Linked DNA regions of Mus musculus: all the other regions are linked to region 4. A link is a contact called in public Hi-C and HiChIP or PLAC-seq data. All regions are on one chromosome and are shown on one strand. The core of a region is the stretch at or near the end of the contact, and the rest is flanking DNA. Distances in the headings are between cores, read along the strand shown.

Region 1 (2,715 bases), core at 98-2,597, 780 kb before region 4:
TTGTAGTGTCAGGATCACCCAGAGAGCTTTAGAGAAAACTGTCCTAACAGGCTTGACATAGTGCCTGTGCGTCAGCTCTGAAAATGGCCAAATCTAGACGTGAGCATCATCGTGCTGGCCAGGAGGATGGAAATGGCCTGGAACTCAGAGCATGTTCAAGAAGCTCAGAACTAAAGTCTAGCAGCGTGGGAAACAATATTGGTGCAGTGGAAATATTAGTAAGAGCTACACAGAAAGAAGGCTGGAGAGAAGGGTCAGGGGTTAAAAGCACACTAGAGGACTCAGGTTCAAATCCCAGCATCCACATGGAGGCTCACAACTGTCTGTAACTCCAGTCCTGTGAATCTAACCCCCTCTTCTAGACTCTATGTCCACAAAGCACTCAGGTGGTGTATAGACACATGCACAGACACAACACTCATGCACATAGACAATTTTTCCCCAAGAGCTTCATGGAAGGTAATGCAATCACTCTACTTGTCTCGTAACTACTCCTGAATGCATCACAACCTGTAAAGACACTGCATTCACTTTTTGATTGTTTTTAAACAGAAACTTAGATTTTTCTTAAAAATTTATAGAGAAGTGTTGTATTTTAATTCTCTGAAACATTTAGAGTGAGTTCAGCTTAGTGGTCTAGGTTCACTCCACGGAAAGTTAAACTTACCAATAATAATGATGATGATGATAGTAATAATAGTAATAGTAGCAGTAGTAGCAATAATAGTGATGACAATGATGATAAACCTTCAAGAATACTGAAAATAAAAACTAGTCTTCAACTCAATGGTAGCACACACGCAGCACACATGGATCCAGTCCTGAAGTCAGGACTTTCTGATAGGACAATTCCAGGAAATTGAGCTGGGGATCTGCTAAGGTGGGTGGGCACATTAGTGAGGAAAAGCAAATGTGAACAATAGTGTAATAGTTCACACTGGGAGTGTGAGCACACCGGCTCCTCCTCTTACTAGCCAGCACACAGCCTTGCCCAAACAAGACAGAAAGATACGCACTCTTTGTTTTTGCAGTCATAACTTTTAAAGTACAATTTGTAAATATCTGACCTAAAATAATAACAACATGGACTTTTCTGTGTCTCCTCTGGCCTTTTATCTGTTGAATTCACACCCACTACACATGAACATTCAAATTTACATTCCAGTCACCACCATAATGAATTTCTAAAGGGAAATTTTTTGACCTTTAACACATAGGCAATGATTCACTGCTGACAGGGCTTAATGTGATGGATTTAGAAATCTGATTACCACACTTCCTTGGGAGACTCAGCTCAAAACAAAACTAACCCTGTTGCACAACAGTAAAAATGAGCTCCGAGTCTTGTGGATTTGCATGTGTAGCTGAAATCACAATGCGCAACCTTCTGAGACCTCTCATCTACTGCGACTAGAACAAGATCTTCCTTTTCTGATAAAATGCCAGTTTGATCTGCTTACTGTTTAGCAGCTGCAGACAGACTTTTATTCAGGCTGCAGTAGCACACTCAAAGCTTTCCGATCAACTGGAGAGTTTGCTCTCAAAATGCTCAGCTGCTTGGTCTCTACCTGGCTCTTCCATTCGTCCTCTGCCCTCTTGCCCCTGGGATTATGACTACGCATGTGTCAATCTTCCTGCCTTCACATCTTCATCTAGGGTTCTTATCCTTGTCCCCTCTTTCCCACTAACATCATGTGCCACAGACCTTCCCATCCTCCCTGAGGAAGTGTCGCCAATTACCCAGTTCGAATAAATGCCTTCCTCGTGCAATCTCTATGTCCACTTAAATGCTTTCAAAATCGGCTTTTATTTATTTTACAACTTTTTTTAAAAAAAAGTTTCCTTCTGACAGATTTCCAGAGAGCCAGATGTTGCACACAATAGGCTTTCAGGTATCTTTTTAAAAGTGGGATTCTACGAAAGTGGTTCTTTAGAGACAGAGATGAAAACCCTCGTAGGTTTTATAAACACACACACACACACACACACACACACACACACACACACACACACACACAGAAATTCATTAGAGATAAGGAAAAATTAACATCAGTCAAATTTGCATTAGAATCAGAACAGTCTCATGGCAAGTTATTTTTCTTGTCTTTCAGAAGTCAACTGAACTGAACACAGACTTGGCCCTTTTGGTTGGGAAGAATGCTGACACACAATATTGTTCACAAGGAGTTGGGTGCTTCAAGGACAATGACATTTGTGCATGGAAACGCCTACCTTCCACTTGCCCGGAGGCCGATTGTAAACATGTTAAACAGTTTGCCCAAGGCACTCTATTCCAGACTGCCTGTCATATAAACAACATTAACAGTTTTGCTGAAGAGAATAACTAAGTGATTCTCACCTTACTTTCTACTTTTTCCAGGACTCCAGAGTAATATCTGTCCAGCTAGCATGAACTATGAAACCCTAGCAATTGCTGGGAGGCTCGAGGGAGGAAATAGCTAAAGGGAGAAAAGCAGTCACTGAAACTGCTACAGACACAAGTGAAGATGTCTTGACTGCCAAAAGAGACTCCCTAGGCTTCCCACATTATTATTCATAAGAAGAAGGAAGCTGCCAGGCCGGCAGTGAGCACACCTTAAATCTCAGCATCGAGAGGCAGCGGCAGAGGCAGAGGCAGGCAGATTTCCGCGAGTTTGAAGCCAGCCTGGTCTACAAAATGAATGAGTTCCAGGATACCCAGAGTTACACAAAGAA
Region 2 (2,757 bases), core at 178-2,677, 650 kb before region 4:
AGTCAGCTAATGGATGGATCATAGGGCTCCCAATGGAGGAGCTAGAGAAAGTAGCCAAGGAGCTAAAGGGATCTGCAACCCTATAGGTGGAACAACATTATGAGCTAACCAGTACCCCGGAGCTCTTGACTCTAGCTGCATATATATCAAAAGATGGCCTAGTCGGCCATCACTGGAAAGAGAGGCCCATTGGACTTGCAAACTTTATATGCCCCAGTACAGGGGAATACCAGGGCCAAAAAGGGGGAGTGGGTGGGCAGGGGAGTGGGGGTGGGTGGATATGGGGGACTTTTGGTATAGCATTGGAAATGTAAATGAGTTAAATACCTAATAAAAAATGGAAAAAAAAAAAAAGATGCAGTGGCCCACCCGCTTCAGAAGACTGCCAGCTTCCTGAAATGCTCTCATAGGATACAACAACTGCATTCTTGGTGAATGACTGGAAACTGTGGTAAACACTCTCAAACACACACACACACACACACACACACACACACACACACACACACACACACACACAGAGATACTTATTCACACATGAGAACTCTACTTTATATCAGAAAGGACATTCTATGATGCTTATTTTTGGGGCCTAAAATAAGTGAATGAAAAACTTAACAGAAATGCTGAAGTATATTATTGTGCTTTGATTTTTAACCACTTAACAATTCCTACAGTCATTGTACATATGTATAAAAGGGCACTAAGTACTTAAAAGGAGCTTGTGAGCAAGAGAATTAAACAATAGACAAATATTTGCCCTATACACTTGACTGCATGTACACATTAGAAAATGATGCTGATTTGGAAAAGAGTGAAAGCTTCCTTAAAGAACTGTGACAAGCATCTCAGGTTCTCTTTTCATATGCAAATGCAGAACCAATAAATACATTGTTGGGGGAAATCATCTGAATAAGAATGATAATCCGGTCCAGAGGACTGTGAGCCACACTCATGAGCAGGTGAGGATGTCACAAAAGCAAAATGAAGCCAGCTGCATAGAGATGAGGTATATCTCTTCACTTCATTAGTTTTAAAAGACATAATCAATACAATCAATAATATGCTTATGCCTATGATAAGGAACAGAGAAATTAAAAGGGAATCAATGAAGACTAAGGGGGAAAAGAACATTAAAGTTAAAAAGATTCTATCAGCTTTCCAGCACTGGAATTGTGCGCAGGAGAAGGTGTTTGTATGGCACAAGATCCAAACCACAAGCAAAACACATTGCATAAAATCAAAGTAAAATAATCTTGTCAGACATTGATCTGTGTAATGAGTTTCTGTGAGAAGTGTTGCCAGACTGTAAAAGTGAACAGGGATTTGAAGTAATCTCGAAGAACTGATCAGCGAGAACCGGTGTGTCTCTTCTACTGGGGCCCCAAGCCACTAGTTTGCCAGCTTGCCTGATAAGACTTTTACTATACAAATATACTTTGGAACACACCCAAAGAAACATTCCTGAAATAAATGAATGGCAGAGAACTATACTAAAGTCACCCTGGTTCCTTTTCTTGTAAATGTGTGAGCTATACATCTACACAGATAGCTGTGTGTAACACTAGGATCCTATCTTAAAGATGCAAGACTTCAAATCAGACAGCATGTGAAGGTTGCTTTGCTAGAAAGCAGTGCAGGCTTTATGGCTACTGGCTGTGACTACGTTCTCCATCTATGATAACATATTCCAGGCAATATACTTCATGATCATAAAGACCTCGTGAAAGAGGCATTCGACATATATAACCAGTACAATGCTATAGAAAGAACTTTGAGTGATATAGAATACATTATTTTATACCATAAGCAGCTTAATAGGCGATAACTGCTATTGTTAGACATTAAGCATCTAGTTTATATTTGGACATGCAAAGCAGAAATGCACAGTAGACTGCCAGCTCTGTGGTTACTAAGAACACCTGTATTTCCTGAAAGAACACAAATCTCCAAATTGTTCCATCATTATTTCACTAAATCCTCTTGCAACTTTCAAACCTAAGTGCTATGTGAAAATAGGGCCCCAGGGGATTACCAAGTGACTCTTTTGTCTTCAGCGTTACACAGGTGACCTCAAATACTAGTTCATCAGTCCAGCAATAGAGCAAGCAGAAAGGATCACAATGTCACCATCTTCCAGCATCGTGAGAATGGAACATGATCGCTGGCTAATATAGCATTTCCTAAGTTGAGAGGATACAGGGGTTGGCATAAGAAATACTCTTTATAGGTTCATGTGTTTGAAATATGTGGGACCAGATGGTGGCACTGCATTCAGAGATTATTCAACAGTGGCACTGCATTGGGAGATTATCGAACTCTAGGAGAAGGAACCTAGCTGAAGAAAGGTCCTCATTGGGGGTGCATTTTGCAGGTTTTGTCTTTTCTATCTGTGTCCTTTGTGCTGATGAAATGTGACCAACTAGCTTCTTGTTATTGCCACTGTGCCACATCATTTGTGAATGAGTGATATTAATACTCTGAAATTCTTTCTTCATTACTAAGTTGCTTTTGGTCATGATATTTTATGACAGTAATAGAAAAGTAACTGAGGAGATGGGGAATAGGGGGTGAATTGGGATCAGATGTGGGGAGGGGCAGGAGGGATGGCCAGATGGTCATGTGAATGAATGGAAATCTGCAGCTGACAGGGGTGGGGAGGTAGGAGATATTGCTAGGAAAAGGACAGAGACTTGGGATGAGAAAGGCACCCAAGAATCAACAGGTGTGACCTTAGCTGTGGCTCACAGCACTGGG
Region 3 (2,700 bases), core at 167-2,666, 740 kb before region 4:
TGCCTGTTCATCAGTGCAGATCTGGTATATGGGGCATTATGGAATGACTTCTCATTGAAGAAGGCTTTCAGCACCCCGTCACATTGGACTGACAGCCACTTCACACTCAAAACTGGGAGGGGTAAATGTTTCAATGAGTGAGAAGAGGTAAATATATTTCTCTCAGATTGCATGTGGTCCTGTAAATATTCCTTTGTATTCTTTTGCAGGATTGGAGCATATCTTAAAAAACAAACAAACTAATTTGAAACACTGAGAAAAAGAAGTTTAAGTCTTAAAAAATGGACTGTGTCTGCTACAACTATATTAATGTGAAATTTCAGGCTATCTTCTTGATGTTTAATACAATTGTGATATTTGTAATATAGTTTATAGTTGTTTTATCATTAGACATATAGTTAGAAATGCTTTAAATTCATATACTTTTTTGGTTAGAATAAGAAAATTAATTTTTTCATTTGTCACTCTTTTCGTAATTAGGCTGAAAACAAAACCACATCTCCAAACTTTACTGGCTTACTATCAAATGAAGCATACTCTGTTTGAAAAATGATGCCATACCTCTGAGAATTTTATGCCAACAAATGGCATTTCACTGTAGAAAACACACTGAGGGTTGCGGAAAATAGATTAAAGCATGTGAACATTATTACAAGTCCACTGGATTCGAATGAGAAGTAGATTTTTATATTATAAATTCAATATAAGTCAACACACTTATTCTTCTATATTAACTTTCCCTTTTGTTTTGTTTAAGTCAGAAAGGACCACTTAACAGGATGTCAAGCAGCACAAGGGATCTAAGAAACATACTTTGGCAAAATAAGGATGGGGTCATGAGAGGGGCACAGTGGCTGGCTAGGCAGCAGTAGCAGCTGTCTTATTCTGGTTCAAAGTGCAGCACAAGAATGTATATCCTGAGCCTATAAGGCATCTGGAGAGTTAGACAGCTATCCCAGGTATGGGACATCTTTGATCACCAGCCTACAGTGAAAGCCTGCTCCAGAAAGAAAAATATTTCGTTTTCAATCTCCTTCACGTCAGCTCGTTGTCCAGTACTTCAGTGTGCTTTTGTGTGACAAGAAGAAGTGGACTAGTCACCACTAGCGCTTCTTACCATGACTGAGGAATTTCCCGGGTTCAACAGTCTAAGGCACCATGTGTGGCACACTGCAGAGAAAAGTGCTACCGAAATATGCAAGGGAAGTCACATCTAAAACACCTCTGCAAGAGTTTTCCCAGGAAAGGCAATTGAGAATGCAATTTTGACAGGTAGAGGGGGGAGGCAGAAAAATGCTGCTTTCTGCCCCACCCCCACCGCCAAAGAAAGGATGAACATCTGTGGCTTACTGGATGCAAACCACTGGCCTCAACGAGCATCTGTGTGCTCGCCACAGAAGCAGATGGCCTACATTCTCAGAAACAAGTCTCTCTTTACGTCTGGAGAATATTCTTCCAGAGTAGGTTGGGCTAATGTGCTGGACCCGGACCTGGGCCTGACCAGTTTTGTTACCTCCTTTAAATTCTTCCTATTCTTGGGATAAATTAGGGACACCAGCCTCAAGGGCAGCCAGTCTGACACCTTCCAATTCACAATCATAGGGGGAAAAAACAGCAAAGAACAAAAGTTAAAAATAGGTCTACAAACCAGCAACAGAAAACAAGGCGCCCAAATGTTCCCCCTTTACATTAACAAGAATATATAAACTATTCCTCAGGAGAGCATTCAGAATGCAGAGCAAGCAACTCAGGCAGAGGGTATCTTTGCTTTGAGAGGGACTCAGACAACACATTAGTAAAAGCATACCACAGCCTGTCACTTAGACAAAATCCTCAGTGCCTTAAACAGGAAAGGCCAGAGGAATGTCGGCAGGCCTCTAGGCACCAGGGCATGAAGGAAGCACAGTTGACTAGGCAGCAGGAAGCAAGGAGCTCTGGCACAGGGCCGGCATGCAGAGCTTCTAAGCAATGGATGCTTAGCAAATCAAATATTCCAGGAGCAGAGGTCCGGAAAGCTGATACACATACCAAAAGATTTCATATGTTACTACTGTCTGTGGCCAGCCTGGGATCCTGTGTACCTATCTTCTCTTTTCCACATGTAACAATGTCCTTAATGTTGGTGAAACCAAGTATATAAATCAGGTCTCCTTTATCTTGGGACACTACAAGGGCTTCCTCAATGTACTGAAACCTGTGGTTGTCATGCTAGTACTATAAATTTAAATGCCTTATGGATGTCTTAATAGTTGAGCTAAGCCTGAATAGCCAGACTGAATTCCAAATGCATGATAGGCGAGATGTAAGGAGAGACAGGCAGTCTAGGAAAACCAATAGGCTAAGCAAGTACAGGATATGAGCTTCCAGAGGTATTTTCAAGCCTGCTTGCTGTTTGTATTTGCTCACAAAAGTTATTTTAAAACATCTTCCTAGTAATAACTGTATGCAAAAGACATATTCAAGCAAGTCTATAAGGACATAGTCAGTACCTCAAACTCTGCTATCCTTCCCTTTGTGGTCCTTTTCCTCTCTTGTTAGTCCTTTGCTTTTTTGCTGGCTAGTTGTATGCCAACTTGACACATGGTATAGTCATCTGAGAGGAGGAAACCTCGACTGAGAAAATTCCCTCATAAGATCACGCTATAGGTGAGTCCATGGAACATTTCCTTAATGATTGATGTAGGAGGTTACCGCCCACTA
Region 4 (2,700 bases), core at 54-2,553:
ATTTGTCCTGCTCCCTTGAGAGACCAATGGGATCATCAAGGATGTCTCTACTGCCCATCGTAATAACACTACAGGATGCTTATCTTTCATGGTCTAGGACCAAGTTGGAGGACTAATATATATCTGTAGTCCCCTCTCTCGTAGACCTATGAAGTCTTATTGATAATGGTGCTTTCCTCTTACTTATTTTACCATGGAAGTCAGGTGGCTGTTTTTGCCTAACAGTACTGCCATCCTGGGCACTCAGGCTGCAGAGCAAATACTTTGAATTCAGCAGTTACTCATGCACAGAGTGCTGGAAATGCAAGCAGCACTAAATTTAATAGCATTTCTTCATCTTTAGAGTAATGAAAACTGAGGCCTAGAGGGGTTGTGTAAATGTAATTATCCATTAGCCATTAACCTTGACCTGCATGATCTTAAGACTTAAAAGGTCAACAGATGTCTAGAGCTTTAGATTGTGGGCTACAGTGCACTAAAGAATTATACATAAGGTTTGATGGAAGTTACCGGAAGACTGGACTTGGGAACCATATCACTGAGGTGTAGATTTCTCACTGTTACTGCGCAGGCCCATCTTTCCACTCTCAGTAGCTCTGGGTCCTGTCATCTCTAAAGTGTGGAGGGTAAGGCTTGTATGACTGATCTCAGAAGTTCTGGTAAGCATCAGGAGAGAGAAAGGATGTGAAAGTTGTTTGTACTTGCTATGTAAGTGCAGGAATCCTTCTTCCTGCTAACAGGTTGATGCTGCAGGCAGAGCTCAGAGGATGTGTCTGTTTTCAGTGGCCTCTCTCCTCCTGAGGGTACTTTGCATGAATCTGTCCGCAGCGTTCATCTTTTAACCGCTGTCACGAGCTAACAAGGTGTCAGTCACTCTCACCGAGCCACTTATCGTATGGCATGGGATAACCGAACCTACAGCCACACTCACAAAGAGCTGAGGTGACCACTGAGGGAAGAGGGAAGTTCTGAGCTTAGCCATGCTCTCAAGAGATATTTAGATATTTGACTCATTATTATATATATATATCCAACACACCTTCCACAGTCTGTGCTGTTTACACTGAAAGCGAAAAAGTTGAAAGGGAAGAATCCTGCAATAACACAGCAAAAGAAACGGGGGCGTGAGGGGAGACAAGGACAGGGCTGATGAAGCCTCGGCATCTTATCTCTGGACTATAATTGACGATCTGAATGTTAGTATGAGATCTAAAGTGAAATGAATCGGTGGTTTCAGTTCCGGATATGGTATGCAAAGAAAAAAAAAAAAAAAAAACCTTGCTCTTTGAAATTCAGCACTTCCTTGTCTGTGCTTCAGGAAGCCACACGCCTGGTGTTGAGTGTGGAAACTGACTCATATCTGGCCCTTTGAGATTAGCCTCTCCAGCCCCCCCCCCCCCAGACTGTGGGCAGGATCTGGGGCCTAATGGGAAACCAGAATGGGGTCTGGCCTAATCTGGATCAGACACAACATCATTGGTACACATGCCTTTCAAGGTCCTTCCACATGGTTCTAGAGGCAGTGGCTCTTCTGGGCCATCCCCAGAGCATTGACGGTGCACTTGGCAGTGGGTAAGTGACCTGAGATGGAAGGAAACAGAATCACAAATGCAGTGCCTCCCAGCACTGTACTGTCATGTTAAAGGAAACCAGAGAACTGAGCCACTTGGTGGAAGTGCCTGGCCCTGAGATCTTATCATGTGCCTTCCCACCAAAAAGCCTCAACAATTAACAGCCATTTTCCCCTTTGACTGTCCCAACAAGCTTCTGTATGATAGTTAGGGGTTAGGGACAGGGAGAAGTAATTTGCACTTATTTAGAGTTTATTGAGAAGGAAGAAGCTTATCAGAGACTATAGCATGAAACCCTGGGCAGGTGGCAGGGAGCTCGGGTCTCCTGCACTCAGCCATAAGTGGTTTCCAGGCATTTTACAGACCGTCTCAAGACGGGAAAGGCCCACTAAAACAGCATATCTGTTTGGTTCTAGTTTTCATGTTCAAAAATATCTTGCCCAGGAGGAGGGTGAAGGTGCTGGCTTAAAAGAGAAGTCAATGGGAGACAGAGTGCAGAGAGAAAGAACCAACAGAACCCAGCTCAGCAGTAGAAGGTCCAAGGTCCTTTTTGACCTTTGGCTAGACACTTAATCTCTCTGACCTTCCCTGACCCCATCAGTACAGTGCAATTGCTACTTACAAAATGAGATCATGCATGGGGAAGTATTTGTTTTATGGATGGAAAGCGCCATGCAAAGATTCATCATTAGTCTTTTGAATATTAATGGTTAACCTGTGTTGCAAATGAAGGTATAGCCACCACCCCAGAATGAGGACTGATCTTCCCACCTTTCTTTCCTAAGACAGATCAGTCTGCACTTTTTTTTTTTTTTTTTTTTTACCTACATGCTCCTTACTTCCAAAATGGGTATCCTGATCAGAAAAGCAGAGTGAGAAGATTAAGACCTTGTCCCGGAAGATGAGAAGAGTTAGAAGAAGAAAATCCACAATAAGAATAATTTTAATGAGGCACGTAGCATGTGTTTGAGATCCTTGGCAGCTCAAACAAAAGAAATGGGGGACGGATCGCATTATGCAGCTGCCTTTATCCACTAAAGAAAGAGCAGTTATGAATCAGGGTCAGCCAACTCCTTCCTAGTCATAAGCATGCCAAGAAACATGCATTCTTGGTGAAGGGCTATCAAAG

Evidence for each region. Hi-C and Micro-C count contacts between places; a contact is called where the count stands out from the background. HiChIP or PLAC-seq counts read pairs in DNA pulled down with a chosen protein or histone mark.
Region 1: an H3K4me3 HiChIP or PLAC-seq map of bone marrow-derived macrophages shows a contact between it and region 4, with 5 times the contacts expected there. The contact joins two enhancer-like sites. A contact is called at or near these places in 1 of 484 Hi-C or Micro-C datasets (cerebellar granule neurons) and 2 of 115 datasets of contacts at active chromatin or transcription factors (acute myeloid leukemia and bone marrow-derived macrophages).
Region 2: a contact with region 4 is called in a FOXA1 HiChIP or PLAC-seq map of pancreatic cancer cells. The contact joins two enhancer-like sites. A contact is called at or near these places in 2 of 115 datasets of contacts at active chromatin or transcription factors (bone marrow-derived macrophages and pancreatic cancer cells).
Region 3: a contact with region 4 is called in a Hi-C map of the MNK3 cell line, with 4 times the contacts expected there. The contact joins two enhancer-like sites. A contact is called at or near these places in 2 of 484 Hi-C or Micro-C datasets (the MNK3 cell line and bone marrow-derived macrophages) and 4 of 115 datasets of contacts at active chromatin or transcription factors (CD8 T cells, large pre-B cells, regulatory T cells and 1 more).

Annotation. Positions count from the first base shown.
Region 1 is chr16:24,932,518-24,935,232 of GRCm38.p6, reverse strand. The region is part of intron 10 of Lpp (LIM domain containing preferred translocation partner in lipoma); the gene reads right to left. It overlaps Gm52245 (a long non-coding RNA gene), which reads left to right. Exons shown (of 3, transcript XR_003951917.1): 3 at 2,112-2,618. Among named protein-coding and RNA genes, the nearest start is that of Gm52245, 7.5 kb to the left of the region's middle. Within about 2 kb of position 1,347, at least 74 of the 459 cell types and tissues checked have an H3K27ac peak or open chromatin away from gene starts, as enhancers often do. A contact at or near this core is called in bone marrow-derived macrophages, where this site is marked.
Region 2 is chr16:24,800,176-24,802,932 of GRCm38.p6, reverse strand. All of the region lies in intron 8 of Lpp (LIM domain containing preferred translocation partner in lipoma), which reads right to left. Among named protein-coding and RNA genes, the nearest start is that of Mir28a, 26 kb to the left of the region's middle. Within about 2 kb of position 1,427, at least 3 of the 459 cell types and tissues checked have an H3K27ac peak or open chromatin away from gene starts, as enhancers often do. A contact at or near this core is called in pancreatic cancer cells, where this site is marked.
Region 3 is chr16:24,885,772-24,888,471 of GRCm38.p6, reverse strand. All of the region lies in intron 9 of Lpp (LIM domain containing preferred translocation partner in lipoma), which reads right to left. Among named protein-coding and RNA genes, the nearest start is that of Gm22672, 2.9 kb to the right of the region's middle. Within about 2 kb of position 1,416, at least 19 of the 459 cell types and tissues checked have an H3K27ac peak or open chromatin away from gene starts, as enhancers often do. A contact at or near this core is called in the MNK3 cell line, where this site is marked.
Region 4 is chr16:24,150,149-24,152,848 of GRCm38.p6, reverse strand. No RefSeq gene overlaps it. Among named protein-coding and RNA genes, the nearest start is that of Gm32126, 8.1 kb to the left of the region's middle. Within about 2 kb of position 1,303, at least 134 of the 459 cell types and tissues checked have an H3K27ac peak or open chromatin away from gene starts, as enhancers often do. A contact at or near this core is called in the MNK3 cell line, bone marrow-derived macrophages and pancreatic cancer cells, where this site is marked.